Linked DNA regions of Pelodiscus sinensis: region 2 is linked to region 1. Evidence: chromatin contacts called from public Hi-C data. All regions are on one chromosome and are shown on one strand. Each heading gives the region's core, a stretch centred on a gene start, on an enhancer-like site or on the middle of the called end of the contact. The rest is flanking DNA. Distances are from core to core; before and after follow the strand shown.

Region 1 (6,939 bases), core at 2,777-5,276:
GGTGTCCTCTAGTTCTTATATTATGTGAACAAGTAAATAACTTTTCTTTATGCACCCTTTTCACATCACACATGATTTTCATAGAATCATATAATACTAGGACTGGAAGGGACTTCGAGAGGTCGAGTCCAGTCCCCTGTCTCCATGGCAGGACCAAATACTGTCTAGACCATCCCTGATAGACATTTATCCAACCTACTCTTAAATATCTCCACAGATGGAGATTCCACAACCTCCCTAGGCAATTTATTCCTATGTTTAATCACCCTCACAGTTAGGAACTTTTTCCTAATGTCCAACCTAAACCTCCCTTGCTACAGTTTAAGCCCATTGCTTCTTGTTCTATCCTCAGAGGCCAAGTTTAACAAAGTTTTCTCCCTCCTCCTTATGACACTCTTTTAGATACCTGAAAACAGCTATCATATCTCCCCCTCAGTCTTCTCTTTTCTAAAGTAAACAAACCCAATTTTTTCAGCCTTCCTTCATAGGTCATGTTCTCTAGACCTTTAATCATTCTTGTTGCTCTTCTCTGGACCCTCTCCAATTTCTCCAATATACTTTTTATATACTTCTATCACACATACCCTCAGTCTCTTCCCTTCTAAACTGAAAAATTCCAGTCTCTTTAGCCTCTCCTCATATGGGACCTGTTCCAAATCCCTACTCATTTTAGTTGCCCTTTTCTGAACCTTTTTTAATGCCAGATCCCCAAATGCCCACCCTTGGCCCTGCCTCTCCCACTCACTCCTCTCTTGTCTCCCCTTCCCAGCTGGGCTCCCTCTGCTCACTGGGTGGGAGCTGCATCTTGATGTGGAGCCTGTTGCCTGCCTGCCTGCACATCAGAGGCAGCCCTGCCTAAGTAGAAGCTGGCATAGGGTCACAACCCAAGCAACATTTCCCTTAGGAACACTTTCCTACTGAGAGTTGTCCACTCAGCAACAGCAATGTAGCCACAGCAGATGACCAACACATTTGTGATGTCACATCGAGGACAGAGATTGGGAGGCATGTGGGGGTGCTGCTCTCCTCCCCCTCCCACTTAATCTTTTGGCTTCCCTCCTCACCATGGCCCCTTAGCACAACTCTAGGGTACACAGCCCTGTTCACCTGCTCTTCCTTAGAGAGCCTGCATGGACAGCATGTGTTGGGGGGAGGGTGTGGAAAAGAGTAATTTTACAGGGGTGAGTGTGTGTGAAACTGGAGTCCAGGAATAACAAAGAATGTTTCTTCCTCCCTTTATCAATATCTAGCTTGCAGGTGGCAGTAGTTTCTATACTGCAGTTGGAAGTATCACGGATCTCCTCCCCAGACCCCAATACATTAAGCTATACCCACCATCCCAGTTACAAGCATGTGAGCATACTTTTCATAATAGTGGAAAAGGAGACCCCCATCCCCTTTCCCCTCCCACCTCCACTGTTGGTACTAGGAGCTGACTACTCTCTGCCACTCCATTGCAGGCTATGCACAGTGCTCTCTCCATTCTCAAACTAGAGCAGTGGTCTCCAACCTTTTTACACCGAAGATCACTTTTTAAATCTCAGAACAAGTGAAGATCTACCGCCCCTTCCTTGAAGCCCCGTCCCTTTCTATTCTCCTTCTGTCCATCACTTGCTATCCCCATCCCTTATTTACACACTCTGACAAACACTTTATTTTTAAATTATGCGATATATAAAATTAAAATCACGTGTTTATAGTTATAAAATAAATGGTCTTTTTTTTATTCATGCTATTTAAATCTATTTAAATCTAAAATGAAGCATTTATAATTATACATTTTGTGGGGACAGAGTTCTGCGGCTGGGGGCAGAGGGGAGGGAACTGGGTGCTGGGGGGGCAGAGGACAGGGTTCTTTTGCAGCAGGGGACAGGGTGCCAGTGGGGACAGAGTTTGGGGAGTGGGGACGGGAATGGGGACAGAGTTCTGTAGCTGGGGACAGGGGAGTGGAGTCTGGGGAGCGGGGACAGGGTGCCAGTGGCAGCAGTCACCTGCATCTGCCTCCTCCCAGGATTCTCTCTCCCTTCCTTTCCCCCTCCTCCCCACAGGAAGCCAGCACATGCCTTCTCCGGGCCCCCTGCGATGCAGGGAAAGCCAAACCCCCACAGGAGCCTGCCTCGGGGGCAACTCCTCCCCATTCCGTGGCGTGGCCAAACCCCCGCGGGAGCCTGCACCAGGGGCAACCCCCACCCCTCCCGCAGCGCGGCCAAACCCTGCGGGCACTTACTCCGGGGCCAAACCCCCCTTCCCGTGGTGCAGCGCGGCCAACCCCCATGGGCACCTGCCCCGGAGTCAACACCCCCTCCCACGGCCCGGCCAACTCCCTCCCCTCCCGCAGCGCGGCCAAACCCCGGGGCCGACTTCCACAGCGCAGGGAAAGCCCTGCACCCAACTCTCCCCTCCGGCGCCGGTGGCGCAGGGAAGCCTCTGCACTCCTCCTCTAGGGCCAACGCCCCGTCCCCCAGCACGCAACAGAGCTGTGGGAGGGGGAGCAGCCCGCGCATTTCCGGAACCCCCGGAAGTGACGCGGGCTTCAGAGAAGACTTCCGTCCACCCCGCGGGAAGCCGGCACTACACTAGAGGTAGGTAGTGGAGCTTCTCGGGGGTGGGGGGGGAAGTAGGGGGCGGGGTTGCCCGAACGCCTCGCGATCGACCAGTCGATCGCAATCAACGGGTTGGTGACCATGGAACTAGAGCATTCAGCTGCCAGGAGCATTCTCAGATTGTACCCAACAGCAAGGCTCACTCAGCTGTTTTGCTGACTGGAGGCATCCCTGCCAAACCCAGGGTTCTCTTCATCCATTCCCCCCAAACTTGAGATTCCCCCACCCCATATATCCCAACGTGGCTGTCCCACCCCCATCTGAATCAGCTTCAGTTGAACAAACTGCCTGGCAACAACAGATACTGCTTAGGAGCAACATAGCAATGTGTACCAAAATGTTGCTAATAAGTAACTGCTATACAGCTTCTATCTATTCGGTACTTACCTACATCAGGTAAGCGGGGGACAACAAGAGGCTTCTTACCACTGTGGCTCAGGAGAAGTTCCAGAGCAGCACAGCCCAGGTGTGCCTTTTGTACTCTACATGCTGCTGCAGGGAGCCCCAGCAGGGGATGGGGAACAGGGCCAGCTCAGACATGGGATTGCCAAATTTCTACTAGCACAAAACCAAACACTTTAGCCCTTCCTTGAGGTTCCACCCAGAACTAATTACATTCCACCTCCACCACTCTCCTTAACGCTCATTTTCACTGGGCTAAGGTAAGGGCTCCAGGTGAGGGATATGAATGGCTAGCAGATAAACATCCCTCTTATTGGGTAACGTTTACTGGTTACAGTTAACCAGCAAGAGCTAGAGCAGCCCCCTGACCCACTGCAGGCAGAGGGCTGCTCCGGCCTGGTGGTACTGCCGCAGGCAGGGGATACCCCAGCTGGAGTAACCCCCATCTGCGGTGGGCCTGGCCCAAACAGTCTCCACCCACTTCTGTTTAATCAGTTAAACATAACATTGAACTGGTTAACTGACGAAACACAGAAAGTTACATCCCTGTGCAGGTCAAAGGGCTCTGGGGTCGGGCAGGCAGTCGGGGCGGGAAGGCTCCATCTGGAGGCTTTGGCGAGGACTGACGAGTGCACAAGGGGGGGGGGGGGAGTCAAAATACAGGAGGGGCTGCAGGTTGCAGCAGAGGGCCGGTGTGCAGGAGGGGTGCGAAACCCAGACGCCCGGTCACGGCTCCTGCCTGCACATGGGGGGGGGGGGGGTTAGATCGCCACGTGCAGCTCTCCCCAACCGCACCGACCCGTCACAGCCGGGGCCCTGCGATGCCGCGTGTCCCCGTCCCCGGCCCAGCGGCCGCCGCGGAGCCCAGGCCTCTCCCCCGCCCCCTTTACCCGCTTTCTTTTTGCTCCGCTCCTTGGCCGCCGGCACCGCCTGCGCGCTCGCGGCCTGCCTGGGCGCCGCCATGTCGCCGCCGCCGCGCTGCCCTCTCACCCGGCGCACAGGCCGGGCCCGGCCCCCGGAAGCGTCGGGACGGCGCCGGGCCCCGCGCGTTGCCTGCCGGGCCCTGTAGTCCCCTCTGCTCCGCCCGCGGCCCTGACAGAAACCGCCGCCTCCCCCGCTCCGCTCCGCCCCGCCCCCCGCCAGACCTTTAATCGCTAACTGGGGTGCCGCGTGCTCCCTCCCGAGGCCCGCCCGGGGAAGGGAAGTGAAAGGGGGGCCCGGTGTAGCGTCAGTGGCGGCTACATCCCGCTCCTGCATTAGCGGAGCCCCCTTCAATCATGCTCCAGGCCGTGTAGACAGGCGGCCAGTGTAGAATCATAGAATAATAGGACTGGAAGGGACCTCGAGAGGTCATCGAGTCCAGCCCCCCGCCCTCAACGCAGGATCGACTTTTGCACAAAAACTTGTTGCCTGTCTACACTGGCGGTGAGTTCTTGCGCAAGAACGCTGACGTTCTAATGTAAGAAATCAGTGCTTCTTGTGCAAGAACTATGAGTAGACAGGCAACATGAATTTCTTGCACAAGGAAGCCTGATGGCTAAATCCCGCTTCATTTGCAATTGCGATGCGGCTAATTTGCATCCCTTTTAAGGAAAAGAGATGCAGTCTAGACACAGCCTAACTGATTAGAGAGAAAAGAATAAGAAAAAAATGAGAAAGGTTAAATGAGAACACACAGTCCTTCTCTGTAGCATGGGGACATCAAAACAGCTGTCTGCAGAATGTAAGGACAGTTCACAGTCTCTTCCTTATAGGCCCTTAAAGGCCCTGGATGAGCTGCAGGGGGGCTGCAGGTTGGACACGCTTGCTCTGGCAGTAGCCACACAGTCTCAAGCTCTAGGTGGCCAGACCCCTCTCCCAGTCTGGCCTGCTGGGCCTCTTGGCTGGTGATATCTCCCTGCCCAGAGCCTCTCTCCCCATGTTGCTGGTCCCAGCTGCTCACCACACCCAGCTGCAGGCTGCACTGCTTTGCGAGTCTCCAGCTCCTTGCATTGCTTCTCTGTTCCTTTTGGCTCTCTGAGCACTGCCAGTCTGCTGCTCAACACAGGGTCTGTGCTCCTTGGACTGTGTGTGCCTGGCTCTGTTGCTGCAAAACTGCCCCTCAGCACATCTTGCAGCCCAAGGGCTGTGTGTGCCTGGTTCTGTTGCTGCAGGACTGCCTTGAGGACACAGCTTGCTCCTCTTAGCTGTCTCTCAGCTCTCTCCTTGCTCAGAGAGACCCAGAAAAATCCCAGCTCACAGGGAGGATGGGGCCTGGCCTCTTACTTTCCTCACTGGCCTGTCCAAACTGTCAGTCAGGCGGAGCTGGAGTGTTGGCTGCTTTCCATTGTCTCTGGGGTCTGTCAGTCTCAAGGCCCTGATTTCTCATGGACCCTTCCCCTTTTGATACTGGGAGCTAGCGAACCAAAAACTCCCACGGAGTTTTAGTAAGGGGCTAACAGTCTCCTTACACTTAGATGTTGCAATGCTGAGTGTTATAGTGTCTAACGTTTAGGTGTTTAGAAAATCACAGGATTGATATTATGATCCACAAAGCCAGAGTTAGGCATTTAGGCTTCCCATATAATGAATGGGGAAAGAAAGGTACCTTAAAATGTGATCCACAAAAGCCAACATGCTAAGCAGAAAGCAGCCTGAGCTAGGCAATTGGAGATTCTGATGTGTCCTGAGACCCTTCCCACTCTCAGGGTATGTCTACATTGCACACTTATTTCGAAATAAACTATTCTGGAATACTGAAAAAACAACAAATAGTCTGGTAGCACTTTATAACTGTAGATGGTATCCTGAGCTTTCGTGAGTACAGCCCATTTCTTCAGATGACCAGAGTGTTGGTTGTCTAGAACCAAAATAAATAGGGGAGGTGGAAGAAGGGAAAATTGGGAGGGAGCGGGGGGACAAGAAAAGGCAGGGTATGTCTACACTACCCCGCTAGTTCGAACTAGCGGGGTAATGTATGCATACCGAACTTGCTAATGAAGCCCGGGATTTGAATTTCCCGGGCTTCATTAGCATAAAGCCGGCGCCGCCATTTTTAAAAGCCGGCTAGTGCGAACCCCGTGCCGCGCGGCTACACGCGGCACGGGCTAGATAGTTCGAACTACGTAGCCATTCCGAACTATCTGTACTTTCCTCGGAGTACAGATAGTTCGGAATGGCTACGTAGTTCGAACTATCTAGCCCGTGCCGCGTGTAGCCGCGCGGCACGGGGTTCGCACTAGCCGGTTTTTAAAAATGGCGGCGCCGGCTTTATGCTAATGAAGCCCGGGAAATTCAAATCCCGGGCTTCATTAGCAAGTTCGGTATGCATACATTACCCCGCTAGTTCGAACTAGCGGGGTAGTGTAGACATACCCGCAGTGGATAAAAAATATATCAAGGGAAAGCTGAGCTGGAAAGCAATAGGGAAAACAAATAGATAGTCAAGATTAGATAGTCAAAGGGGGCAGATAAGAACCATTAATTAACAAACAACAAAGAGCCAGGAAACACTTATAGACTGATGAAACATACAGATTTGTTCAAATAAAATGTTGCTGTGGTTTTGTCTGTCATAATTGATGAGCTTGGAAATTCTGACATTCCAGGTGGACTGCTCTCAGCTCGCTGATGTTGATTTGGAGTGTGAGCTCTGCCTGAGACCAGAGACCTTGCATCCTCAAGTCTTCCACATGTGCACCCCATCCCACACTGAAGCATCTGTCACCAATGAGAGGGACGGCTGCGGTCTATTGAAGGAATCTCCTACATACACCACCTGTGGGTTGAGTGAACACAGGAGGGAGTTGAGGACTGGACACAGAAGAATGACAACCCAGTCCAAATTGTCCCAAACCGGTGGATATAGCGAGGCCAGCCATGACTGAAGTGCCTGGAGTCTGAGTCTGGCAGCATGTTGTACCACATATGTACAAGTGGCCACGTGTCCCACAAG
Region 2 (6,939 bases), core at 1,942-4,441, 230 kb after region 1:
CTATATGAGCTATGCAACTAAAACCAATGAGATCTATTTTTAAAGTAAAGCTAAAGCTTCAAAAAAAAGTCCTAAACATATTACTTTTAAGACTTTGTTTCCATTTATAGTTTCTACATGGGCAGCGCAGTTTCCCTATTAGATGGTAAAAAGAAATAGTTCCCTGGCTGAAGCTCTGTACCTTGACTTATAGATAACAGGCCATATGGTACCATCAGATTTTAAAGGACTTCTCACCATTTATTTCAAAGTAGAGAGCTTTAGCCATGCAAAATGGGAAATAATCCACTACATTAAGGGCCCAATTCAGCAAAGTGCATCAGCACTGGCATAACTTGCTTTTTTGGATCAGGGCCTACTAGCCAGTATTGCTCCCAGTGAAATCAACAGCAAAACCCCCAAAGATTTCAACAGGAGAAATGAGACATGTATGCCTAATGCTTTGTTTTCTAAATTTACGGGGTTCGTTAACATAATACAGACAAGATCTCAACACATCTCTCAACATCTGCTTATATTACACACCCAAATAAACTTATTTATCTCAGCAATACAGCAATTTTCAATTTATGAAAATTATGACTGAAACAATTCATTTAAACACTTTAAGACATTTACAAGATGGACTTTAAACAGTGGGATTTTTCAATGCAAGACATTTAAAATCAGTCATAAAAAGTTCAAGAACATGGCCCTTTCATAAACCTTCTGTATCAAAAGAGCTTTGAACTCAAATGTACAGAAGTTTTAATATATAGTTCTCAGTTCTTACAACCATTATCATAACATAAAATAAGCGAGCACATAAATTTGATATAATTTTAATGTGACACTCTTATATCACAAATCAAATTGGTCAGAGTTCCCACTTTAACTGCTGTACGTGATAAATTAAACAAAGGTATTTTATCTCATGCTAATGACTTGGATTATTTTTCTGCATACTGATTTGCATATAAAATGTAACATTCATCTTCCATATTTTAATGTGCTTCCCCTTGACATCTGGTGACATCCAACCCCTGGAGAGAAGCTATTGGTTGTGCATTAAGATCTTTATCCTAGTTCTACACCATGCATTATACTTTCCATGTTAATATAACAACAGTTCCTAAACTAATATTTTGGATACAAATATAAACTATTGTATTCCATGTGGAAAATCACCTAAAATTCACATGGCCATATAAATCACTGGCTTCTCCCAAAACCTCTCTCTCTCTCCAAAGGTTGTAGTTCAGTAGGAAATTAAGGTGTGCTTTGAATTTTGATTTGAAATTCGATTTCTGGATAATGGTCTACATTCAGAAACAACTTGCAAACAAACAAGCCTTTAAAAATCCCTAATAAATAACCATAAAATAAAATAAATGTACAGTACGCCATGTGTCCTAGAAGTCCCATCATGCCAGATGATCCTTTCCAAGGTTCATAAATAGTAGTTAGAGTCCATATGACTTGAAATGTTTTCCCCCTTACAGAGGAAGGGACTGTGCAGAAAAATAGCTGGGTTAAACTGATGCTCCCCAGTCTCCCTGCTTGCTGCTCTCCTTTGTTTGCCAAGTTTTTTGATCCACTGAAACATGTTCACCGCAGAAATGTGCTCAGTCTCGCTGCCTGAAGTGCTGCTTGAATTCAACCTGTGAGAAGAAAAGAACACAGAAGGAAGGGAATGAGCTGACACAGGTTGTGGGCACACAGAGTCAAGCTAAGCTGCTTGTGTGTGTGGAACCGGTTCTCTGAATGCCAAATGGTAGGTGCACAGATAGTCAACGCGCGTGTGTGAGAGAGAGAGATTCCTGCAACAGTGAGCCAGGCACAAATGGATGGGCAGGAGATGGAAGATCACAGGAGCTGGTGGAGCATGGAAGACAGTCCAGAGCTCGGGACCATTCGCTCTCTTGCCCGGCACTCCGTCGGCACAAAAGGCACCAGCACTCCCCGGTAGTGTATGAAACTCCTCGAGGAAACTATTTCCCGCCCGCGCCCCCGGCCGGAGGGAGTCCCTGGCGGGCAAGTTAGCCAGGGTTTGGTGTTTAAAGTTTGATGCTCCGAGGGCGCTTGGGAGCCTGGGGGGGAGGGGATCGGGTTGGTCACGGCTTGGCAGCCTCCCGCCAGTGGCCTGCCCTGCGCAGCTCCATCCCGCGCTGATGAGCCCGGGGGAGGGGAGGCAGGGTAGCGGGGAGCCCGGCGCGCCCTCCCCGCTGGCGGTACCTGGGCCGTGCCGCGGCTGGGACCTCGGGCGCCCTACGCGGAGTTGGAGGCGCTGCGGAGGCGGTGGCCCGGGTGCTGCTGGCCCAGGTGCTGCTGCTTCTGGCGGGTGGAGCGGACGGCCAGCATGGCCTGGCGGTTCTTGTACTGCACCAGCTGCAGCGTGATCTCGGCGTTCCAGCCCTGCTCCTGCGGGCCCCGAAAGTCGATCTCCTTCCCCTCGGCCATGACCACGGTGAAATACACGTACTTGCCCTTCCGCTCCACGCAGTCCACCGTCTTCATGTTGGAGAAGTGCAGCTCCTTGGCCTTGGCGGCCGGCGGCTCGGCGGCCGCGGGGCCCGGCGGGGGCGGCTGCTTGGGGGGCACGAGGAGAAGCCCCTCCTCGGTCAGGATGCAGCGCTTCTTCTTCCACAGCTGCAGCAGCCCGTCGCTCCGCTTCTCCAGCACGCCCTCCTTCAGCGCCTTGCAGCCGCTCTCCAGCATCCTCCTGCCAGGGGGCGCCTTGCGCCGCCCGGCCGCGCAGCCACCTCCCGCCGGGGCAGGCAGCAGCCGGGCCCTCTCCTCCCCGCGCCCGAGCCCTGCTCCGAAACGGATGGCGGCGGGCGGGCGAGCGGGCGGGCGCCGGGACGATCCTGGGTCTAGCGAGGCGGCGGGGGCAGCGAGCGGCCGTGCGGAGCCAGCGCCCGGCTCTGGGCGATCGGTCTGGCCGCTCCGCCGGGGCAGCTGCTGCGAGGCGCCGCGCGAGTTGCCCAGCCCAGAGTGACACCCGGCGGAGGGAAGCCCAGCTCGGGCGAGCGCCACGTTCCTTTCTCACGCCCCCGCGCCCCTGGCTTCCCTTCCAAATATGGGGCTGCCGCCCTGCGCGCTTCCTGCAGGCGCCTCCCTTCGGGGTCAGCCGGGAGCGGCGGGGCTGGCTCCAGGTCTGCCCAGCACGGGTCAAGCGCCCTGAGGAGTCGCCTCGCACTCCGCCTTCAGCACATCACTTTCCCCGCTGCAGTGATGGTTAAATCTGATCTGCGCTATTTTATCTTCGGCTTACAGCTTTCAACAGTCTCATTTATTATCCTTGCAGCCTCATCTAAGCGCCTGGCTCGCACCAGCAACTCTGAGATCAGGGGATGAAAAGCTCTAGATAAAAGCTAAGTGTCCTTAGTAATTATTTATTATTATGAAGCAGCAAGTCTCAAGCCATTTACAATTATAGATGCTGGAACTGGGGTTGCAACTTGAATAGGTGTCCATCATACACATGGGTCACAATACGGTCCAGTGGCTTTCAGCACCCCTACCATAAAACATGCAAAGGTCAACTGCTCATTAAAGCTAATGGACATACTTCATTAAAAGTATACTCACAGCACAAACCTTTGTGCCTGAGGCTTGTTCACCCTAGAAAACTGATAAGAAACAAACCGTAATGTATGGCCAGAAACACTGACAAGGCTGTTAATGAACACATTAACTGGCATTCTAACATACACTACAAGAAGACCAAAAATCCAGTGTGGACATAGCCTAAATGGAAAAGTAGAGAGAGAGAAAAAAATAGATACAAACTTAGTTAAGAGCTGGTCTACACTTAAAAATTAGATTAAACTTAGCTGCAGTGCTCAGTGCTGTGAAAAATGACATGCCTTGAGCACTGCAGTTATGTCGACCTAACCTCTGCTGTAGGCATTGGAGGCCAGGTCAATAGAAGAATTCTTCTGCTGACTCAGCTATCACCTCTCAGGCCACCTCTTCACTTCTTGGAGGAGCAACACCAATATTCACTCTAAGATTTTCCAATCATGAGTGGAGTGAGTTTTGGCTTGTGCACCAATATTGAGGTCATGTGCTCTTGTTTGGATGTGTGCCACTGTGGCACCCAATTTATTAACACATTCCCATATGCCGGGGCAGAACCCCCTTCCCCTGGCCATTCAGTATGTTCTGTTACCAGCTTCTGGAGCAGACCCCGCCTCCTCTACCATGCAGCATGTCCTGTTCCTGGCTGCTGGAGCAAAACTCCCTCTGTCCCCCACCATGTGGCATGTTCCATTCCCAGCCTCTGGCGAAGAGCCTATCTCCCCCCATCGTTCAGCAGGTCCCAGTCTCAGCCGCCAGAACACGCCCTAGCTCCTCCTGTAATGTGGCAGCTCCGGCCACTGGAGCAGGCCTCCCTCCTGCCCTGTCATGTGGCTGAGGCACATCCTGGCCTCCTGCCCCAGTGGCTCCCTCACCACACTGTCTCAGCCAGTCCCGCCTGCTAGAGCAACCGCCTGCTGCCCAAGTGCGGACGTGTGGATCTCCAGAGGAGGTGGGTGGGGGCATACACCTTAGCAGGAACTATGATCAGCATGCTGGTGATTGATCTTTTGAAGTCTGATTTGGCAGGTCTAGTAAAGACCCGCTAAATCGAATACTGAGGGTGCCCCCATTGGCACCAGTACTCCTTTCTGCCATGAGTGGTAAGGGAAGTCAACAGAAGCATTTTTCCAGTTCACCTCCTACTGTCTTGGCTTCGGGTATGTTGACTCCAGCTATGTTACTTATGTAGCTGGAGTTGCACACCTTAGCTGTGACCTTCTGGGTGTAGTGTAGACCTGGCCTCAGACAGGTGAAATAATTACCACCAGCAGGGCCAACTCTGGGCAAAGTGTGTGTATATGGGGGGCACCCTTGCCCTGGAAGGCCTTGGGCAGAAGGGGCAGGGGCAGGAGCAGCCTGCCCTCAGTGATACCTGGACTGCAGCCCCCCCCCCCTTCCCGACACACACACCCAGCTCTCAAAGGGTAGGACACTACAAAGAAAAGTCGGAAAAAGATACACAAATTGCAAACAGCAATTTGAGTATCTTTTTCTGCTTTTCTTTTGAAAGAGGCTTTTCTGAAATTTGGTGTGTCTACATGACGCCAAATTTCAGAAAAACCTTCTCTTTTGAGCCATCCCTTCTTCCTCATGAAGGGAGGCTTATAGGGATGGCAAAAGAACTCATCTGCTTTTCTGAATTTTTTTTCTGGAAAAGCGGATGCATTCCTTAGACTCAGAATAGCTTTTCCGGGATACCTCTGGTATCTCAGAAAAGAGCTGCAGTCTAGACATAGCCAGAGTCGCACAGAGCAGCACTCCAGTGGGATTCAAAGTGGCGTGGGACTCTAATTGCTGTTACTGTGGGCTCGACTACAGCAAGAGATAAATCCCTCCCCATCAACAAAGGAAGCATCTACACTACAATAGCTGTATTGCTGTAGCAGGTGTCATGTAGACAGCCCTTCTGTGGAACTTGGACTTACAGTAAAATAATAAAATTTTGAACAGTTAAAGATCCAAATATTTACTTTTAAAATGGAACAATATCCAAGTTCCTAGACTGATATATTGGGATTAGTGACTTTATGAAACAAAACTCCTTTACAGCTCTTTGAATTGTTTGAGAAGAACAAGATATAATAATGCTGAATTACATGGGATGCTGTAAGAGTTTTGACATATATAGGGTCATTCCTGCACCAGTATCCATTCAAACTACTGTAAATATTGTGATGGTTCTCAGGGCACCCAGGGCTATGAGTTTCTATGGTACACCCTGTCTCCAGCATGAAGGAGTCTGTCTTGCTTATTCCAGACTGTGTCAGCTTTCTCACTCAACCAGGATTCAGAAACTCAAGAACTCTCAATTTGGCAATTACCAGCCCTAACTTCCCCTTGCAGGTTAACAAGAGGTGCACCCCAGTCCACTTTGAATCTTATTCCTATGATCTCTAGCCTCTGATACTGACTACTTACAGAAATTCCAGATCCTTTCCACCCAAAGGTACAGCATACCCCCATTTACAGGTTTTATCTTAAAACATCACTCTTGGAAACCACACAACACTCTTGAGCCCTTAAATAAACCAACTTTTGTTTTATTGTAAGTGAAAATAAAAAAATAACTAAAAAAAAAAAGAAAGTGATTGAAACAAGGGGCACAATGCAACCAAAACCATAAACTGCAAACCCAGTAGACTTTAGAGCTGGCTGGTTTCACAAGACCCAGAATCCAAATTCACAAAAGCTCCCTTGCTCCTAAGTGAATGAATCCAAAATATTTCCCCCCTATTGTGTGTTATACTGAAAAAGGCCTTTTGTTTCCTATTCAGACAGGGCAAACCTCTATCTGTTGTAGTGTTCCTTTTCTATCCCCAAGTGGTTTCAATTGTAGTTATCTCTAATCATTTCCTGTTGGTAAGCTTAGGAGGGAGAAAGGCCAGATAAAATCAGGGTGTCTTGATAGTTCTCCCTGCATGAATGGGTCATCAATGAGCCACAGTATCCCTAGTGACTAATTTTTATTCCAATCCATAAAGCACACTTTCAATACATTATTCCTTAAATATTGCCCATACCATACATACATCTTGCAATGATTCTGACTATTGACAAATTATAAGTTTTCTGTAGATAGATGTTACTTTTTATGGATAAATATTCTGTATGATGTGGTTAGTGTAATAAGTCTGTAGGGTCTGAACTGAGAGCTGTTTGCAAGGAATAGCGACCAAGGGACCTCTGTGTCACAAATGTATATCTACTTGGTCTACTAGTTCTGATATCCTATGAACGGTTTCTATACTCTCCTATTCTGCAAGCTCTTTGGATATAGCTGATGTTTAGATGCCTCCTAGTGCCAAAATTTAAAACTGCAAGATGGAAGAATTTTTAACTTGATCCTTGAAAATATAAATGATAGACCTTCTTATT

What was found. A called contact is a pair of places that touch in the nucleus more often than the background predicts.
Region 2: a contact with region 1 is called in a Hi-C map of liver, with 5 times the contacts expected there. The contact joins the promoter of PHLDA1 here to the promoter of KRR1 in region 1. A contact is called at or near these places in 2 of 5 Hi-C or Micro-C datasets (liver and an unstated tissue).

The regions. Positions count from the first base shown.
Region 1 is chr1:67,825,774-67,832,712 of ASM4963464v1, forward strand. It overlaps KRR1 (KRR1 small subunit processome component), which reads right to left and starts at 4,027. Exons shown (of 9, transcript XM_075932071.1): 1 at 3,896-4,027. The coding sequence starts at 3,968.
Region 2 is chr1:68,055,606-68,062,544 of ASM4963464v1, forward strand. It overlaps PHLDA1 (pleckstrin homology like domain family A member 1), which reads right to left and starts at 3,192. Exons shown (of 2, transcript XM_075932078.1): 1 at 2,215-3,192; 2 at 1,419-1,640. The coding sequence starts at 2,697. The coding sequence ends at 2,248.